2 separate regions of the Zea mays genome follow, and region 2 is linked to region 1. A link is a contact called in public Hi-C data. All regions are on one chromosome and are shown on one strand. Each heading gives the region's core, a stretch centred on a gene start, on an enhancer-like site or on the middle of the called end of the contact. The rest is flanking DNA. Distances are from core to core; before and after follow the strand shown. Region 1 holds the start of LOC100191815. Region 2 holds the start of LOC103648727 (subtilisin-like protease 4).

Region 1 (7,169 bases), core at 1,792-4,291:
CCGGATATGGTGGGTACAAGTGCGGTCATTGCACGGCGGCAGCCGGGGTCAGTGGAGCATTGTACGCTAAGGTGGTGAGTCCTGGTCGCGAACGGGGGATCGATGGGGACAGTTGATATGTGTGGGGACGGAGTGCCCCTACATGTCATGTGTTTAGGTTGACCTTGCGAGGTTAAAAACTCGATTCGAATCGTCTACTTCTCGCAGCTAATGAGACTGTTTGATCCATTGTACTGCATTGAGTAACAAGTGAAAATGAGGATACTGGCAAAAGATGTTGGTTGACTAAATTGCTTGCTACCATGAATGGATAGCTAGGTATTCATCTAGTCTAAATTATTATTCTAGAACCTCAAAGCTAAAATTTGATTTTAGACTCGGCTAGTGTTTTTGGCAAACCAAACCCCCTCGGCCAAATAGCTTCATGGTCTAGAGGTAGAGGAGTAGACTCCTCACACCGTGTAAGTCTAGCTGAGTATTAGTATACTCAGCCTTGCTTGTGGCATAATTTTTTGTAGGTACTCCTTGGATGATTTGGTTGCTGGTGTGACTTGGCCTTCATCCCTGCCACCGGGATAGACGGTCGAGTGGGTTGCTGCTTTCGCAGGAGAGGACCAGGAGGAGTAGCATGGCCAAGCTTCATCATGTTACTCGGTTTTCTCCGTTAGTTATTTCCGCTGCATTAAAAATTATAGTTACTATTTCTGAAACTCCGATAATGTAATCACTAATGATACTTTCTTAATTTATGGTATTATGCTTTATTGTATTTCTCGGTGCCTCACCTTCGAGCGAGCTAGTGGTATTCGATCCTTGGTAAGTGGCTGACTAGATCTGAGGGACTGACGGGTTATTCCGATTTAAGTGTGTTGCTGCCTCCAAGGCGTGACTCGGGCACTTAAGCTGGAATAATTCGGATGGTTCCGCCACAAATAGCTCCAATGCAATCATATGTTTATCCAATACAAGCCAAAATACAATTAAGGGCCTTATGGGTTTAAATAGTGAAAGTTCTTGAAGTAGAATATTAGATAGATGAACATCACACCTTAAAGTAGGGATCCCATCTTGGATTTCCTGCTATTTTGAATGGAGTCTCCAATGATGGTAGCCTAATAAGTTCAGCTTGTAGCTCTCCTATAGGATGAAGCACTTTGTTGAAGTAACGGCTCATAGTCTCACCGGATCTACCATAATTTGTTCCCACCAACCTATTCCTAAGGTTGTGTCCCACTGTGTTCAAAAACATGGCCACTTGTTCCTCAACACACATGTGTATTGTATCTTCAAGTAAACCCCGATCTCTAAAACCCTTGCAAAAGCGAAAGAAAGTAGATCTACTAAGTCTAAGCATGTTCACACATGTTGATCACTCATCCATATTTTAGTGTTAATATAATCAAGTCTCATCCTATCCCTTTCCTCCATTGGCCCATAAGTAATACTGACTCTTCTACCATCTCTTTTTCTTTTCCTGGACTCGATAACCATGGCCATCATGGACAGCAACACGTGTGCTGCAACACCATAAATCAAAAGCTAGGTCGCCTTGTCCATCTACAACACATCAGCAAGATTAAAGTCCAATGTACCAGGCTACTAGGCTATGCTCTAGTTCTTACTAGGTTACTGATTATGCATAGAACAATACTAGTAAGAGATTTGAATGATTAGAAAAAATAACCGGTAGGTTAACATCACATAAAATTAACTGGTAGGAGAACCACAACACATAAAGTAGCCATTTGAACAACAAAATAACCATAACACATAAAGTAGTCATTTGAACAGCAAAAAAGTAGCCATCAGTTTGATTTTGTCGAACCAAAAGGTGGCATTCATTCTATCAACATTTCTTTTTTAATTTACATTTAGCAATTATCTTCACATTAGGGCACAAACCAAGTAGCATCAGGCAACCCGAGTCAGTTCTAATAGCACCACATATAGCATCAAAGAAACCAAGTATGGCACAAATCAATGATAACCATTGTCACCGAAGCAAAAATGACCAGATCTAGTAGCACAACGATAAGGATTACATTGGGGCATACTTGTTCTTGGATGTTCTTGTGCTGGTGCCAGGGAGATTGTTCTTAGACGTTCCGATGCTGGTCCGGTGGTTGGAGTTCCTGAAACACATATCGGAACCAAATTTCAGGAAGGTGACACGCATCGAAACCCATGCAAGATCACAGGCAGGTGGCACGTACCCGGAAGGCAGCCGACAAGCCGGTGATGTGCACTTGGTCGGCCGCTCGCCTGGACGCTCGCCTTCGCCTGCGCTTGTGCTTATGCTCACCCTCACGATGGCGGCCACGTGCATTGGCTCCCGGCCGCCAAGATCCGTCACCAAGATAAATGATGAGAGGGGGTAGGGTAAGGATAAAGTTGGGAGGCAACGCAAGAGCTCTTTTTTGGTCACACGTTTTTTTGGGACCGCGCCGTCAGGAAAAATTGCTCCGGTGTTCACGCTCTCATGTGACCCTTATCCAAACATCATGGAAAAAAATATGGCTGGCCTCCTTCCATCTCTCCTTGTATATTCAATCAAACACACTATAAGATGCCACTTCTGTATAAGCCAGTTTGCCTACAATTTATTGTATATGTGATTTCTGACTCGTCCTTCCTTCACCCTCAAATCTTAACATAAGGGGAAAAGCCTTGAGCTATCTAGCATCAAACAACGAAAGCTCTATTTAGTTTAGTTCAAAAACATCTTTTTGGTGAAGTTAGGCTATTTCGAAACAGTTATTTGACAAAAACATCTTTATAATGGCTTGTTGCATTGCATGCCTAAAAGAAATGAGGTAAAGAACGGTGGAAAGCTACTTTTCAGTTTCATATCAGTGTCTATTTTTGTCTGAGAGCGTAAAAGAATTTCACTCGTGGTTTTTTTAATTTTTAAAAATTAGTGTTCGATTAAAATACAGCTTCTAACAGCTTGTGAAGCTGTTGGTGGCAGAACCGAAGATTGTATAGGGAAAAAAAGAAGGGAAAAGAGGGGGGGAAATAACGGCTCGTCGGCCCTCCACGCAAACGAAATCCAGCAGACCGACGCGAACCGAGAAAAATCCCACGAAATCTCGTGGCCGCGGCGACCGGAAGAAGAGGACGACGACGGACGGAGCGGCGATGGCGTGCCGCGCACTTGCCCTCCGCTCCCTGCTCCTCCCCGACCCGCTACACCGCCTCCCGGCCGCGGCGCCACCTGTTTGGAGAGCGTCCCGCGGTGGCCGCCGTCCGCACCTCCGCTGCTGCTCCGGCGGCGGGGGCGGGGAGCCCGGGCAGCCGCCGCAAGAAGCTGTGCTCGAGGCCATATCCAGTGAGTCGTCATACCCCACTTCCCCACTGCTTGTTAGTACGAGTTATTCCGTCTTGCTTATTCGCAGCTTCAGCTAGTCGCTTCAGTCGTTTCTTGCTCGGATATAATATAGTTTTAGACATCGGGCTACCAAATCGCTGGTTTATTGCGATGGATGGGTTCGAGGGTTACTTCGGATATGTAATTTACCGTTGGTTTGGCTTGGAATTAGCAGTAAAATGCGATGATTCCATGGCTTGGTTGATTTATCCAACGCAATTTCGGCTACAGTTCTTTAGTGTCGCATTCATTTTTACTTTGCATATTACTGTGTAATAGGGTAATCAGGATAATCCTCAGCATAGAACCGCTCAATAGCATAGATGAATTGGTGTATTGGTCAATGCAAGGCCCTGCATGTTTCAGCTTGTAAATTGTGAAAAGCAGCTTGTGAATCATAACGATCTACTAGCTGCCGCCACAGATTGTTGGGTTGTAGCAACCTGGCCTGTGGATTGTTGTAGCTTGAGATAGTAAAAGGTACAATCCACAATCAGAATCTAAAACAAACATGATAACGATGTAAAGTGACATATCTCCTTGCAGGACTATGTATGGTTTGTGCCTACTTTGCCAAATTCATGAAATTTGTGTTCATGATGGAAGGCTTCATGTTTCCACTGAGCCAAAAGTTTTGCTAGGGTTTATTCCATGCTCTAATGCCTACTTCACCATTCATGAAATTTGTGTTCATCATGGTTCTTAAGGCGGTACGGCGAGACAAGAAATTGGCCACCGCCTGGGCGCCGCCTAGGCGACGCCTAGGCGAGCAAGGCGCCTCAGATTGCTTGAGCGTCTGGACGCCTAGGCGACGCCTTTAAAACACTGGTGTTCATGATGGAAGGATTCATGTTTACACTGAGCCAAAAGTTCTTCTAGGGTTTATTCCATGCTCTACTTCATACTGGCTTTTATTTTTCTGAAACCAGAGATAGCAAGGTCTAAAGGAAGGGTTGCACTCACAACAAATATGGTCATGGGTGGTACTGTGACTGACGATGCAAGTGATGAATGGCTTGTTCTGGATCAGAAGGTGTGTCTCATTGTCCATCTTCTTTACAACTTACCTAAAGATAGACTTACAATGGGCACTCTACGAAATAGTGACTCCTAAATTTTGAGAAATGCTGATGCAATGAGAGTCCTTTATATATTGAAAAAGCTCTTGTTTGTACTAATATTTCTTCTGGAAGCAGTAGCTTGTTAACATTAAGGTAGGATTTATCACATGTTCTGTTTTGGGGAAATGGTAGGTCATGGGAAGCTAAATTGAATGACTTTTAACTTTGTGACGCTCATTTGTGGTATTCTTTGTATGTTATGGATACAATATTTTACACCATCAATGGCCTTCAACCTTTTTCGGGAAACTCAATAGTGATTGAGAACATGAACATCTCATGCTGCCTTTCATTTTTGCTATCCTTTTATCATATTATTACTGCTGATCAGTTTGTGTGCAACAAAGTGCATCTCTGCTATATTCTTTTTGAATTAAAAACTGGAATACAACAACAGACAACAACAAAGCCTTTTAGTCCCAAACAAGTTGGGGTAGGCTAGAGTTGAAATCCCACAGAAGCCACAAGTCAAGGTTCAGGCATGTCGATAGCAATTAAAAGTTAGAATGAACCCTAAAAGTTGTAGAGTCTATATTTTTTAGGCATTGCTCACTAGCTATGCTGTTTTGCTTCACAGGTAAATTCCTACCCCACAGATAGAGGATTTACAGCAATTGGCACTGGAGGTGATGATTTTGTCCAGTCAATGGTAGTTGCTGTTGAATCTGTTCTTCAAGAATCAATTCCCAAGGTTAGTTTTTATCATTCTTATAATTATTTGTAAACCATGTAGTTATCAACAAGAAGATGTGATTAGACTGCTAGTGCTTTGCGCGGAGCCAATACTTCCGTGAAATGGTTTGTGCGCTAATAAGTTCAGTAGACTCTGTACACTAATCATTTGCACTTCAATTATTTGTTGTTTATGCTTCTTAGATGGCAGTAGGACTAATACTTTCGTGAAACTTTGCTTTCCTATGTGAAGATATGAAGGAAAAAGCTGTGCCAAGAGACATTCCAATGTTAGATTGTAGTTGTATCTGTTAGAAAGGCAATCTCACGGCCATTACTGACCCTCCAATCTCAGTCATTACTGGCCTTAATAGCAGATCATATCTGAATCTACATTTGTAGCATCGTATTGGTTAGGCTTGATTAGAGGACATTCTAGGATTTTAATTCTTCCCTTGCATGTAACTCATGCCTGTATAAGTACAGCCTGCAGCAAATAGAATGAATTCTTTCAGTTCCTTTTCACAATCATTCTCTTGATTTGTTTCACTGCTATTCATATGTATCTTGAACAGGGCCGGGTATCTCAGAAATTATCTTCAAGAGGGAAATATGTTTCTGTAAACATTGGGCCAATTCGTGTTGTTTCTAGTGAGCAGGTGACAAGTTTCTCCTTTATTCAAATGTCTTTACCAGAAAAAATATGCCTATTTTCTGAGTTTGTTTTTTTTTTTGTGTTCATTTCATTTTTGTACACCCCCTGTCCCATAATAAATAAGAGTCGAAGGTTCATAATTTGTCCTAAAATAAATAATATTTTACACAAACATAGAACACTGTTTCCTAATGCAGAAGCTAATCATAGGTGCATGCAGACGATAACTGCCAAATCCAAGAAAATTCCTCCAGGAAAGAAAAGGAGATGAGGATGCATGCGTCTTTTGCCAATGTTCTTAATATGTCCGAAAATTTCTAGAAACTTATTTATTATGGGACGGAGGGAGTAGATATAAAGGTTACCCCTTTTATTGAAGTTCTGCCTGCTGCTTTTCAGGTCCAAGCTGTGTATCGTGCCATGAGAAGAGATAACAGGATGAAATACTTCTTATGAAGTGCAATTTCATGTCCTGGATGTTCCCTAGTCCATTCCATGTTGTATCCTACGATGCATTTTCGCCATATTTGTAAGTACCAAATCAAATCAAATCAAATGGAAACACTGTAGATTGCTTGATTTCTATTAGGCCCCTTGTGATGCCAAATTTCCCTTCATTGTTGGAGATGCAGGCTGGACCTCCGGTGAATTCCAATGACTTTTATGTGCCATTCAAGCCCAAATTGAAGCTTCTCTACTACAAAACAATATGTTGGGTCCAGCTACGTTATTTAGTGCAGGGGGCGTATATAGCTACTATGTATTCCCTTTCTTCTATAATGAATAAGATTCAAAGGTTCACAGTTTGTCCTAAAATAAATAATATTTTACACAAATATGAAAGATTGTCTCCTAATATGGAAGTTAATCATAGGTGCTTGCAAGCAATAACTGTCAAATCCAAGAGATATCCTCTACAAAAGGAAAGGAGATAAGGATACAGCTTCTTTTGCCAACGTTCCTAATATATCTGAAAATTTCTAGGAACTTGTTTATTATGGGACGGATGGAGTATGTTAAAGATGTATGTTAGTGTTTCATATTACATGTGTTTTACTATTTTATAAACAGTATGAATAGTAGTATAAGTGCTCCTAAATTATCGATGTGTGTCTTCAATTCCAAGAGACTATTTTTTACTCTCTATTTGACTCTTTATTTACCTCTCTATAAAGATTAAACCCTATATATAGTATCTTATTCGAACAGACTTTCTAACAGACAAATTAGTTTAGCTAGTCAGAGTGGGTAGCTAAGTTTGGCTAGAGAGAGGACCAATTTGGAGAGCCAGATAGCTTAGGGAGTTGGATGGTTAGACTGTTGGAGAGTTATTTTATTGTTAAATAAACAATTT
Region 2 (6,578 bases), core at 3,132-5,631, 410 kb before region 1:
CTAAATGTGCCACACTTTGCCTAAGGTTAGTCGTTCGAATTGAAGAACTAACCTTAGGCAGAAAAGTTAGGCAAAGTGTGGCAAGTTAGCCATCAAACCAAACAGACCCTAAAACCACTCAGGTTAACCACAAAATGGCTCCAAACAAGGCATCCTACACTGAATTTTAGACTTCAGAGACTGAACACAAATTCAGTCCAACCAACCTAACAGTCCAATCTTTGAGCAAGCTTTACTCCATTTCTGTGTGGAATCAAGTCAAAGACACTTAAGTAGATTTGTTCACTATCATAGGTTCTACAACTTCTCCATAAAAACTATAGTCCAAAACTATTTAGATTTGCCACAAATATGCTCCAAATTCAGTCACAAAGCACTGAATTCAGACTTAGACTACTGTTACAGGTCTGAAAACTAGAACACCTGTCAGTCCTACTTTGGAAAGCCTTTTCTCCAAGTTTCTTATAGATTTAGGGTTGTGACCTTTAATAAAACTCACTCTCCTACTATCACTCTTCCTCTTTGCTATAACAACCACAACTTAATTCTCCACAGATTGGCCACTACAGAGGTCTAAACATGGCTATGTTTTACTTAATTCCAGTAATTAGTCATTTAACCAAGTCTGAGCCCAGAGTCTGACAGTCCACATTGGGGTAAGTTTTACACCTGGTTCCATATAGTTTCAGGGCCAAGTATCTTAACCAAGTGTGTACTCTTATAGTAGCTCTACAACCTTGTCATAGTGACCATAACTCGTAACCCTATGGATAGAGAAGTAGAGAGCTCCAAAACTGCACAATTCTCACTAAAACTCAGCTGCAATGATTTGGCTAAGTCTGAAAACACAATACCTGACATCACATCTTTGGACCACCTTTTCACCTGGTAGCATATGGTTTTTGGGCTAGTACACTCAATAAGTATTGTTCTCCAACCGTTACTCTACAAGTTTATTATAGCCACTCCTTACCAAAAGTTCATAGTTTAATAGTTACAGTGTTCCAAAAATAGATAAATGAAACTGTTTTCAGCTAATCCCAAACTGAAACCAATCTGAATTTTTACACTTAACTCCAAATTTCTCTACACCACTTGGAAATCTCCAAATATGAAAGTTGTTCCCTTTCCATGGTCTACAACTTTGGTATATATAGAACTTAGGTCCAAAGTGTCCTTAGTTTAGGATTTGCTTTATTTAAACACCATTTCACCTTTGGTCTTAATCTAGAGTTTGAAGTTGATCTAGCAACTCAAGTGTTTCTTCCACTTGATTATCACTTCAAGGTAAAGTTGCTCTAGTCTCTATGACTTGCCTTGAGTACTTAAGACTCCAAGCCAACTTAACACTTGCTCAAGAGACGACTTCTCTTCCCATGTCTTAAGCAAAGTTTTTAATCTGAGCCCTATACTCTAATACACAACACCACATTCATTGAAATTTTTTGACCTAGTGAATGCATTCTAGGTGTAATAAGTAAGTTGATGCAAATGCTTATGTTGACATATCAGAGTTTTAGTTATCGTAACACCAGGGGTGTTACACGCACGCACGGGGCAAGCTAGGCCTAATGGGCCGAAAGGCTGAGGGGAGGGGGTTTGTGGGCTGCTTTGGCTTTTTCTTTTTTATTCTGAATTTCTAATCCTTTTTATTTTTATTTTATCTTTTGAATTCAAATCCAACCAAATCACAAACTCAAATTTGAATAATTCAAACATATTCATCAAACAAAGATCAAATTCTAGGCTCAGCATCATGCAACAATTCATGTCTCCACTAGGGTTTAATCTACTAAAGTATTAATACACCTCCACATAAATAATCAAACCTCTACCAAAAAGAAGAGAAAAGAAAACTATAGAGAGGAAAAAAGAGGTAACACCTGAATTTGGTAGATATTAGAGAAGAAATTTTATACCCCAAATTCAGAGTGTTACACCAGGCCATTTCTCTCGATAAGTCGGAACAGGGCATCGAGCGTCTGAACGATATACGAAGGTGTAGCAACCGAAGTTATTATGATACTATTCCTTCCCAGTTGCTTTTGTATAATAAAAGAGCTCTTCAATATTACAAAAAACAATTATCATTCGGCTTCGCGCCTTAACTTCTCATCGTTCAGATGAAAACTCCAACCCTAATCAAGGCTTCAGCGGTAAGTTGATGAAGATATATATCAAACCTTTTTAGAACATCTACCAACATTTTTGTGAAGAGGAAATCAGAGTCCGGCTTTCATAAAGCTTCGATACTCAACTACTTCGTCCTTTTCAAGGAGCGGAATGGTAGCCTCTCCACCTGGCCTCATAATGAAAACATCATGAAAATATTTGTCCTTCATCGCCTCAATATGCATGTCTTCACGGTCGCTTTGTCGAAGATAACATGACTTGGTTTTCATGGTCGCTCTTCGGCTTCGTCAGTATTCTCTTCGAAATCAAAATCTTCACTATCTCCAGAGTCATTTGACAAACCAGTCAGTATCTCATCCGCAATCTTTGCAACATTGGCGCTCTCCATGGCCTCCTGAAACCTAGCAATGGCAGCTTCTTCGCTCCTGCTCTCACCAGCCATTACGCAGGAATAGAAAAGAAACTAAAGTCGTGCGGGCAAAGCTACAAAAATTATTCTTTAGGGTTGTGGCAAACATGAGCTATTTGAGTAAAAACAAGCGAATAATGCAAATAATGTATGTAGGTCTTCAAACCATTTTATACGCAACAACCATGATAAGCGTGGGAAAACAAAGTTCAAAAAGGTTTTTTTAATCTACCGCTGTAAGAGGGGTCCGCATTTCAGAATTTTTACGAAGAACTTGTCATGTTTTTGCTAACGAAGCTCAGGGAAGGTATTTTTCGGACCTTTGACACATGGCCTTCGTTCATTTCGCGGCCTGAGCTTGTTGCGAAGAAATGAACTAATACCACGAGGGGGCTACTGTTGGGGGCCTTCTTCTTCCGAAGGTCCCCAAAACACCAAGACAATGATTGTTTCATGGCGCATCTTTAAGAATTGCAGGTACTCCTGCCAGAAGTACCTTCAGATGAATCTGCTAAAGACAAAATGTGACGAAGACGAAGCAAGTCCTTCGGGCCTGCACGCAAAAATGATAGAAGGAAAGGACACTTTTATCCATGACATGTCATGTAGCTCAAATGTATAGGCTTAAGGGTGCGAAATATAATTTCATCAAAGTTGTACCATGTGACTATAAATAGATGAATAGTGCCATACATTAGGGCATCTTTTTAGAGATCAAAGAAAGGACGAGTAATCTTTGTCTACAAGCCATGATCTTCTCTCCATCTTGTAAGCCCTGTAAATCCGAAGGTACTAATGTAATTCCTGCTTGAATAATAGAAAATATCAAGGAAAGTGAGTAATGTTTGTAAGATTGCATTGCATATCTAGTATCTGTAATTAATACGTCTTACTTACTGTCCCTATCTGTATTTCCCGTATTATTTCATCACACTTTCATCCCTAGGTTATTCTTCTTCTTTTAGAAGAAGAATAGGCCTAAAGATAAAGGTGCTCCTTGATCTTATTATGTTGCCTTGTTTCTAGATACCTGGAGGTCTTAAAAACAAGTCCATAACCTATAGTCATGTGGACTTAAGGGATAAGCTCTTCCTAACATACACTTTCCATCTGGTCTATTACTTATCCCTATCATACACGTCTCGGGCTTGCTAAAAGCAAGGCTATCGGGATAGTGGCACCACAAGCCGCTTAGTGATCTACTCTCTTATCTTTTTTATTTGACGTTTGCTAGTGTAAAATTGAACTATCATGTATCAAATAAAAAAATGAAGGTAGTACAAATCTACTTGTGGACGGCACAAAACTACGACAGTAGTCTTTTAGAATTGCATGTATGCAAGGCTATTTTTGTGTTTTAATTAAAGATGAATTTTATGGTTGTGGCGGAGATTACTTTTGTGTTTAATTAATTAAAGATGAGTTTTACTGTTGCGTGATATGTTCTTATGCTGGTTAAAACGTTAAATAATTATTTAGAACATAGAGAGGGGTGGATACATGCACGAATTGGTGCATACATACTGATCAAGAAACGTATTCTTGTCGAGATTTCCTGTTGTCGGCTCCCCAAGATCCCAAGCTTGTCCGTATCGTAGGCTCTGTGTTGCCGCCCTTGGAAACATTTCCTACTATCCTCAGGGTTCCCGTTCAAGTGCTAGCTTCTGCATCTCCCAACAAAATCGCCGGCCTTGTACGCTTAACCAATTCAGACACGAACGGTGATCGAAAAGAACAGCCGTCTCTAACAATGAGCTAGTGAATACACGCATCTTGATCTTGTATAAAAAGGACGCCATGGATGCACACGCAAACTACATTAGAGCAAGACGGCAGCAATGGAAAGCCTCTACTTCAAGCTGTCCTTGCGGCTCCGCGTTCTCATTCCATGTGTTCTCCTTGTTACTTCGATCGTTGCAGAGGAGTTGACAAGGACCGCCGGCGATGATGAGCTCCGCACGTTCATCGTCTACGTGCAGCCGCCGGAGAAGCACGTGTTCGCCACGCCAGACGACCGGACGTCGTGGTACAGGTCGTTCCTTCCGGACGACGGCCGGCTTCTCCACGCCTACCACCACGTCGCCAACGGCTTTGCCGCCCGGCTGACGCAGCGCGAGCTCGACGAGGTGTCCGTGATGCCAGGCTTCCTCGCGGCGCAGCCTAACGTGGCTTATGAGCTGCTGACGACGCACACGCCTCGGTTCCTCGGGCTGGACGTGGCGCCACAGGAGGGCGCGAGCGCCACAAACCACAGTGCTACAGGATTCGGGGACGGCGTCATCATCTGCGTGATCGACACCGGTGTCTTCCCCTACCACCCATCGTACAGCGGCGACGGCATGCCGCCGCCGCCGGCAAAGTGGAAAGGGCGCTGCGACTTCAACGGCTCGGCGTGCAACAACAAACTCATAGGCGCGCGGTCTTTTCAGTCCGACGCCTCGCCGCTCGACAAGGACGGACACGGCACCCACACGTCGAGCACCGCGGCGGGGGCGGTCGTGCATGGAGCCCAGGTGCTCGGCCAGGGTCGCGGCACCGCCTCAGGGATAGCGCCCCGCGCTCACGTCGCCATGTACAACTCGTGCGGCGACGAGTGCACCAGCGCCGAGATGCTCGCCGGCGTCGACGCGGCCGTGGGCGACGGCTGTGACGTTCTCTCCATATCTCTGGGCGACACCTCGCCGAACACACCGTTCTACCAAGACAGCCTCGCGATTGGCACGTACGGCGCCGTGGAGCAGGGTGTCTTCGTCAGCATCTCAGCCGGCAACAGCGGCCCAAATGCCAGCACGCTGTTCAACGACGCGCCCTGGATGCTCACCGTCGCGGCGAGCACCATGGACCGTTTGATCGGTGCCCGGTTGCGTCTCGGTAGCGGCCTCTCGTTCGACGGGGAGTCGGTGTACCAGCCAGAAATCTCGGCTGCCGTCTTCTACCCGTTGGTCTACGCGGGAGACAGCTCGACAGCCGACGCGCAGTTCTGCGGCAACGGGTCGCTGGACGGCTTCGATGTCAGGGGCAAGATCGTGCTCTGTGACCGTGACGATATCGTCGGGAGGGTTGACAAAGGTGCCGAGGTGAAACGAGCAGGAGGCATCGGCATGGTATTGGCCAACCAATTCTCCAACGGTTACAGCACAATCGCCGACGCCCACGTCCTCCCGGCTTCGCACGTCAGCTACGTCGCCGGAGTCGCGATCAAGAAGTACATCAGCTCCACGGCGAACCCGACGGCGCAGATCTCCTTTCGGGGCACGGTTCTGGGCACGTCGCCGGCCCCGGCCATCACTTCCTTCTCCTCGCGCGGGCCGAGCCAGCGCAATCCGGGCATCTTGAAACCCGACGTCACGGGCCCCGGCGTGAGCGTGCTCGCGGCGTGGCCGACCCAGGTCGGCCCTCCATCCTCGTCGGTGAGTCCCGGGCCGACCTTCAACTTCGAATCCGGCACGTCCATGTCGGCACCGCACCTCGCCGGCGTCGCGGCACTGATCAAGAGCAAGCACCCGTACTGGTCGCCGGCGGCGATCAGGTCCGCTATCGTGACAACCGCCGACCCCATCGACCGCTCCGGAAACCCGATAGTGAACGAGCAGCTTCTGCCAGCCGACTTCTTCGCGACGGGCGCCGGCCACGTGAATCCAGTCAAGGCCGTTGACCCCGGCCTGGTCTACGACATCGCCGCCGAAGACTACGTCAGCTTTCTCTGCAGCGTCTACGCGAGTCGGGACGTGTCCATCATCGCGCGGCGCGCCGTGGACTGCTCGGCCGTCGCGGTGATCCCGGACCACGCGTTGAACTACCCCTCCATCTCGGTCGTGTTCCCGCAGGCGTGGAACTCCTCGGCCAATCCGGTGGCGGTGGTGCACCGGACGGTGAGGAACGTCGCCGAGGCGCAGGCTGTGTACTACCCCTACGTAGACCTGCCGTCGAGCGTGGGGCTGCACGTCGAGCCGAGGTCGCTGCGGTTCACGGAGGCGAACCAGGAGCAGAGCTTCACGGTGTCCGTGCCGCGAGGGCAGAGTGGTGGCGCCAAGGT

The links. A called contact is a pair of places that touch in the nucleus more often than the background predicts.
Region 2: a contact with region 1 is called in a Hi-C map of leaf, with 3 times the contacts expected there. The contact joins the promoter of LOC103648727 here to the promoter of LOC100191815 in region 1. A contact is called at or near these places in 3 of 25 Hi-C or Micro-C datasets (ear, leaf and tassel).

Annotation. Positions count from the first base shown.
Region 1 is chr2:73,453,522-73,460,690 of Zm-B73-REFERENCE-NAM-5.0, reverse strand. LOC100191815 reads left to right here and starts at 3,041. Exons shown (of 6, transcript NM_001137239.1): 1 at 3,041-3,328; 2 at 4,297-4,400; 3 at 5,066-5,179; 4 at 5,736-5,819; 5 at 6,215-6,344; 6 at 6,448-6,635. The coding sequence starts at 3,139. The coding sequence ends at 6,271.
Region 2 is chr2:73,866,479-73,873,056 of Zm-B73-REFERENCE-NAM-5.0, reverse strand. LOC103648727 (subtilisin-like protease 4) reads left to right here and starts at 4,381. Exons shown (of 1, transcript XM_008673144.2): 1 at 4,381-6,578. The coding sequence starts at 4,381.